Regions from separate parts of the Hordeum vulgare genome. Here region 1 is linked to region 2. The links are chromatin contacts, called in public Hi-C maps. All regions are on one chromosome and are shown on one strand. Each heading gives the region's core, a stretch centred on a gene start, on an enhancer-like site or on the middle of the called end of the contact. The rest is flanking DNA. Distances are from core to core; before and after follow the strand shown. Region 1 holds the start of LOC123452313 (cyclic nucleotide-gated ion channel 2). Region 2 holds the start of LOC123452310 (UDP-glucose 6-dehydrogenase 4).

Region 1 (3,589 bases), core at 827-3,326, 300 kb after region 2:
ACCAAGCGAAGTACAAACACAATGAAAATTCTTGATGATTTTTTGGGGACAAAAAGAGATCGTGGAAGTTTCGGGAGGAAACCAGACAATACACGTGGGAGCGACAAGGCAGGGGCGTGCCTAGGTGGCTTGTGGCCCGCATGTGGGTCTACATAACCTAATTCCAGCGTTATAAATTCTCATATACCCAAAAACTTTTTTGGAACCCTGAATATGACTTCCCATATATAAATCTTTACCTCCGGACCATTCTAGAGCTCCTCGTGATGTCCTGGATCCCATCCTAGACTCCAAACAACTTACGGAATTTCCATTATTAATATCTCAACATTACCCTAGCGCTATCGAACGTTACGTGTGCGATCCTACGGGTTCGAGAATCATATAGACATGATCGAGATACCTCTCTGGTCAATAACCAATAGTGGGACCAGGATGCCCATATTGGTTCCTACATATTCCACGAAGATCTTCATCGGTTGAACCACGATGTCAAGAATTTAGTTAATCTCGTATGCAATTCCCTTTTCCTAGCGATACGTTACTTGCGCGAGATTCGATCGTTGATATCTCATACCTTATTCAATATCATTACCGGCAAGTCTGTTTACTTGTTCCGTAATACAAGATCTCGTGACTAACTCCTTAGTCACATTACTTGTAAGCTTCTTGTGATGTTGTATTACCGAGAGGGCCCATAGATAACTCTCTCTCATACGGAGTGACAAATTCCAGTCTTGATTCATGCCAACCCAACAAACACCCTCGGAGATACTTGTAGAATATCTTTATGGTCACCCAGTTACGAAGTGATGTTTGATACACACAAGGCGTTTCTCCGATGTTACGAAGAAAGCAGTAGCAATAAACTAAGTGATACAATCAAATGTTATGCTTATGGTCGTGTCTTGTCCATCACATCATTTTCTAATGATGTGATCCCGTTATCAAATAACAACTCATGTATATGGTTAGAAAACCTTAACCATCTTTGATCAACGAGCTAGTCTAGTAGAAGCTCACTAAGGTATGATGTTGCTTACATATCCATACATGTATTTAAGTTTCCGGTCAGTACAATTCTAGCATGGATAATAAACGATTATCATGAACAAAAAATATATAATAATAACCACTTTATATTGCCTCTAGTGCATATATTTTCAACATTTCAAAGATATGAAACCGTTATTCTCTAAATATATGAAACATGTTTCGATGAGTTTGTCAGGTGGCTTGAGTGTGCGAAAGAAATGGATTGTTCCAGTGTCTGAAATTGATTATGTTCATGAAGCTGCTTATTCTAGTTTATGAGACTCGTACTCAAAAATATAGCTGACATTGAAATATGAAAACTATAAAATTTAAACTATTCAAACTATATCCAAGATGGTCTTGTTTTAAAGGTCTTATCGCACTGAATTTAAGTATATAAAAAGTTATCGATTATTTAAAATGACACAAGGAATAGAAATGCAGGTCTTTTACATGGGTCGTGGGGTGAGAGAATGCAAGCAACTGTCCTTTTACATTTTCTTACTCCCACTCTCTTTCTCTATCCAATGACCAAAGGCTGACATGAACTGGCATGCTGGTACCTTCTCCCTGTATTGCATGACAAATGATTTACTTCCTCGTTCCTAAATATAAAACCTTTTAAAAAAATTATTATAAATCGTATGTAGTCATATTTTAGGATATAGGTTTATTCATTTTGCTTTGCATCTAGTCTATAATGAAAATTTTAAAATATCTTATATTCAGGAACGGAAGAAGTACACACAAACGTGTCACGAATCTCGAAGCAAACTCTAAACGGTTGATGCTTGGCCGCTACGTAGCGGTGCGGAAAAACTATTTTGATCCGGTGACGCATCGCTCTCGCACGCTCTGACCTGAATACAGCAGCGATCCCGTAGCAAGACGATTTTGTACCATTCATTCGATCCCATGACCACGCGACGATTTTGTACCATACCAAAGTTAGCACTCTACGGCTCTACTTCTGAAGTTGTGAGCAGAGACTCAGCGTGTGTGCGATACGAACGACGTACGCTTCTCGCCAAGCCTCCCCATCATATCATAGAGAGGTTGGTTGGGTAGGTGGAGCGAGCCAGTACGGCTCCATCGCTGCACAACGGCGACGGCCTAGGCGCCTACGACTACGATACGACCCCACGCTGCCACGTATAGGTCCCAGAGACAGTTGTACCGCCACCTGCGCTGCCGCGCAAGCCTTTCCCCCGCTCGCTCCAATCTCTCCCTGCCTCCAGCTCCTCCTTCTTCCACCTCCAGCACAGTCCAGACTCCAGACACCCTTTATTATACGCCAGCAGCCAAAGCCCATAGCTCGACGGTCGGTCGTTTCATGGTTGACACCACCGTACATGGGACATGCCTCCATCACTCTCCGCCCTCCGCTCCCTCCTCACCAGGACGCTGGGCCTGGGCTCGGGCGGCGCGGACCGCAGCGGGGATGAGGAGTCGCAGTCGCAGGCCGCAGGGTCCTCGACCGGCCGGCGGCCGGCGGCGGGGCCTCCGGGGGAGTGCTACGCGTGCACGCAGCCGGGGGTGCCGGCGTTCCACTCCACGACGTGCGACCAGGTGCACTCGCCGGGCTGGGACGCCGACGCCGGCTCCTCGCTAGTGCCCGTGCGCGCCCAGCCGCTCCCGGGGGCCGCCGCCGCCGTCGCCGCCGCGCGCTGGCTGTTCGGGCCGGTGCTCGACCCGCGGAGCAAGCGCGTGCAGCGCTGGAACCGCTGGATCCTGCTGGGCCGCGCGGCCGCGCTGGCCGTCGACCCGCTCTTCTTCTACGCGCTCTCCATCGGCCGCGCGGGCCGCCCCTGCATGTACATGGACGCCGGCCTCGCCGCCGCCGTCACCGCGCTGCGCACCGCCGCCGACGTGGCCCACCTCGCCCACGTCCTCGTCCAGTTCCGCCTCGCCTACGTCTCCCGCGAGTCGCTCGTCGTCGGCTGCGGCAAGCTCGTCTGGGACCCGCGCGCCATCGCCGCCCACTACGCCCGCTCCCTCAAGGGCCTCTGCTTCGACCTCTTCGTCATCCTACCCATCCCCCAGGTCAGCCAGCCTACCTCTCTCACTTCAACTGCCCACCTGTGACCTGTGTACCGTGTACGTATGACCTCCAACGTCGATTTTTACCACCATTTTTCACCATGGAAATCAAATCAAGCTCTGAATCATGGAACCATCCATTAGAACGACATGCCGCGCTCAAGTAGGTGGGCAATAAAATGTGCCAGAATTATGGGCGTAGCCCCATGTCTGGTTCTTAGACAGACCACAGCCTACGTCCTTGTCGGAAATGTTAGCAGTAGGGCACACACATGAGTACACATGGCACGTACAACAGTGCCCACCAGCCAGCCAGTTCATGTGTAAATTTGCAGGTACGTGTCCATGTGTCTACTGGCAGCTTACTGGAACGGCCATGGCCATGGCCATGGCCCTAGCAGCAGAGCGGAGTAGAGAATTCCGATCGAAATTAGCATCAGGACGACAGAGACCGATGCGCGAATAATAAGTACGTACGGATGGTTAGCGGAATGATTGGCGTCAATCAGAATAT
Region 2 (3,704 bases), core at 304-2,803:
TCAAAGCCGGATCACCACCAGCCTTTTCCTCCCGTTGGTTGCCTCTGTACGTTCGTTCCAACCGAATCGGGTGTGGGATGGTGGTGGCGGCCCGTGGCTCCGATGTCGGTGGATCTGCTGCTTACATTATTAGATTATGGTTAGGGGGCTGGCTTGAGATGCAGATCCGGTGTTTGTTAAAATGTCTCCGACTCTAGAGGGAGGCCCTCCTTATTTTGTTGTTGTGATTGCTGCTGATGTTGGTAGCCGAAGTGGAGGTTCTTTTAATCATGGTTTGTTTTGTTTGTTTTCTTATGACTTTCTTGACCTTGAAGGAACTCATACTCATAATGTTACGGTTTTCTTTCTTGTGATTTGTATTTTGATGATGGCTTGAATATATATGTTTCTTTCATGTGATGTGCATAAATAATGCATTGCAGTGCTTGAGAAATTTGACTTATAAGAAGAGGAAGTTCTGATTTTTGTTGACTTGCTAGCTAGAGCATGTGACAACCCTTGACCTTGGACCGTGTAAACAAGTGCCCTGACGTTCAGTGTCTTTCCTAAACGATGCCTTAAAGTCGGAAGAAAGATGGAGTCTTCCTTAGTCTATTATTAGTTATAGCAATCAGCTGACAGTGACTTGTTGTTGCAAAAGAAAATAAAATCAGATGACGGTGACTTAAGAGTAGGACCATGACAATTCTGTATTTTTCGTGGTTGCGCTCTTTCTTCTCTTGAAAATAGGTTATATTCAGAGTCTAATTCTGAGTACTGTCATGTATGCTGGAGCTTTCACGTGGAAGGTTCAGCCGCTGTGTTTTTAATCAGTAAAAATTGCAAGTGGTTTATTATACACATGTTTTGATTAGTAGAGTATCGTTGGGACAAGCAACGGCACCAACATCAGGTTCCTGATTTTGACCGTGTCTGGGCTTTGAAGGTTTCCATCGCATGCTCCCAGTGGTTGGACATAGCTTGGCACTTCTTACATCTCAACCAAACACTGTAACTTCTGCATCCTAGGTGATTTTGTCCTCAAAATTACTCTGCCGCTGCCATAGTTGACCATCGACTAAAATACTTAATGTCGCTTGCCCCCAATTATTCCTCCACACCATCCATGTCCTCGTTCATGTTCATGGGGTACGAGTACACAGCCACTCCGGCCGTATTTTTGTAGCATGTATACATACACTGAACAAGAGATAACATGAAGAAAAGGGTCCGAACCTTCAGATCTGATCACACGCTATTTATTTATTCTCTAACACCTCTGGTATTTTTCCTATATTTTTCTCTCTGATTGGTTTAGATTTTTCTCTCTGATTGGTTTAGAGTGAGGAGGTTGGTGGTGTGTCATGGACTCATCTGAAACCTTTTCCATCAACGCAAGTCTGGTGGGCTCATGGATGGCATGAGAGCGGCACTTTGCCTTGCAAGACCAACTCACACCTACTCAAATTTTATTCCGGTTTCTGACCGGCCTTCCTCACGCGGTTAATTTTCCAGAGCAGGGTAGATCCAACCTGGTGGCTTGGTTGAAAGGGGTATATAAGGAGTTGCAGCCCCCTCTCTGCATACAACTCGTGGGCAGCAGCTTCTTCTCTGCATACCAAGAAGTCGCCTCCGTTGCTTTCCTCCAGCAGTGCGCGCCCCTCCTCTCCTCTCGAGATCTTCTCCGAGTTGCTGAGATCTGGTGAGAGTTTCCCCTGATCTGGTTAGCGTCTCCTTCGGTTTTAGTCTGTAGCTTTGGTGCCTGATCTTTGCGAGGAGCATGGTTTTCATGCTGTGGCTGTTGTGCTTTTCTCGGTTTCTCTGAAGGTGCTTGCTGTCTTCAGATCTGGCCGAGTGTTCGATTCAGATTCATTGTCTTGATTTAGTTAGTGGTTTGGGTAGTAGTGCTCCGTGCTGTGAATTTTTCATTTGGCCTGCTGGCTGTTGCCGCTGCCGGTGGATCGGGTGATTGGTGTGATCTCCGTTCAGTCTGTCATGCTCCTTGTATGCAGTCTGCGGAAGTAGTAGGCACCGCGTTTTCACCTAAAGTTAGATCATGCTGTGATGTTCATGCTGTTACTCATAACTGTTCATGCTTATTTGCCGGATTAGTTGGATAGAAGATTTCTTAGAACATTTCTGTAGCTTCAACTATGAACATTTCTGTCACATACTTTCTCTTTAAGGATCTGAATCTTGATTGCTTCTGTTTACTCTGAGTCTGAGATGTGCAGTGAAATTAGTTAGATGCCCTGTTTTTCAATCCTCTGAAAACAATTCTTTGCTGTCATCACAGGTTGTAAGCAGCCAAGATGGTGAAGATCTGCTGCATCGGTGCTGGCTACGTCGGCGGCCCAACAATGGCTGTCATTGCCATCAAGTGCCCAGCAATTGAGGTGGTGGTCGTCGACATCTCCAAGCCCCGCATTGACGCCTGGAACAGCGACACCCTCCCGATCTACGAGCCTGGCCTCGATGATGTTGTCAAGGCCTGCAGGGGCAAGAACCTCTTCTTCAGCACTGATGTTGAGAAGCATGTCGCCGAGGCCGACATCATCTTCGTCTCCGTCAACACCCCCACCAAGACCCGTGGTCTGGGAGCCGGCAAGGCTGCCGACCTCACCTACTGGGAGAGCGCCGCCCGGATGATCGCCGATGTGTCCAAGTCGGATAAGATCGTCGTCGAGAAGTCCACCGTCCCCGTCAAGACCGCAGAGGCCATTGAGAAGATCCTGACCCACAACAGCAAGGGCATCAACTACCAGATCCTGTCCAACCCGGAGTTCCTCGCCGAGGGCACTGCGATCGACGACCTGTTCAAGCCCGACAGAGTGCTCATCGGTGGCCGGGAGACCCCCGAGGGCAGGAAGGCCGTCGAGGCTCTCAAGTCGGTGTACGCCCACTGGGTGCCCGAGGAGAACATCATCACCACCAACCTGTGGTCTGCCGAGCTCTCCAAGCTCGCCGCCAACGCCTTCCTGGCCCAGAGGATCTCGTCCGTGAACGCCATGTCGGCGCTGTGCGAGGCCACGGGCGCCAACGTGTCGGAGGTGTCGTACGCCATCGGCAAGGACTCGAGGATCGGTCCCAAGTTCCTGAACGCCAGCGTCGGGTTCGGCGGGTCGTGCTTCCAGAAGGACATCCTGAACCTGGTGTACATCTGCGAGTGCAACGGCCTGCCGGAGGTGGCCAACTACTGGAAGCAGGTGATCAAGATCAACGACTACCAGAAGAGCCGGTTCGTGAACCGCGTGGTGTCGTCCATGTTCAACACCGTGTCCGGCAAGAAGATCGCCGTGCTCGGGTTCGCCTTCAAGAAGGATACCGGCGACACCCGGGAGACCCCGGCCATCGACGTGTGCAAGGGCCTGCTGGGCGACAAGGCCCAGGTGAGCATCTACGACCCGCAGGTGACGGAGGACCAGATCCAGCGCGACCTGGCCATGAACAAGTTCGACTGGGACCACCCGATGCACCTGCAGCCGACGAGCCCCACGGCCGTGAAGCAGGTGAGCGTGGTGTGGGACGCGTACGAGGCCACCAAGGGCGCCCACGCCGTGTGCATCCTCACCGAGTGGAACGAGTTCAAGTCGCTGGACTACAAGAAGATCTTCGACAACATGCAGAAGCCGGCCTTCGTCTTCGACGGCCGCAACGTCGTCGACGCCGAGAAGCTCAGGGAGATCGGCTTCATCGTCTACTCCATCGGCAAGCCGCTCGACGGG

Evidence for each region. A called contact is a pair of places that touch in the nucleus more often than the background predicts.
Region 1: a Hi-C map of seedling shows a contact between it and region 2, with 3 times the contacts expected there. The contact joins the promoter of LOC123452313 here to the promoter of LOC123452310 in region 2. A contact is called at or near these places in 1 of 6 Hi-C or Micro-C datasets (seedling) and 1 of 1 datasets of contacts at active chromatin or transcription factors (embryo).

Annotation. Positions count from the first base shown.
Region 1 is chr5H:529,812,508-529,816,096 of MorexV3_pseudomolecules_assembly, forward strand. It overlaps LOC123452313 (cyclic nucleotide-gated ion channel 2), which reads left to right and starts at 2,077. Exons shown (of 5, transcript XM_045128955.1): 1 at 2,077-3,078. The coding sequence starts at 2,395.
Region 2 is chr5H:529,508,719-529,512,422 of MorexV3_pseudomolecules_assembly, forward strand. LOC123452310 (UDP-glucose 6-dehydrogenase 4) reads left to right here and starts at 1,554. Exons shown (of 2, transcript XM_045128952.1): 1 at 1,554-1,681; 2 at 2,276-3,704. The coding sequence starts at 2,292.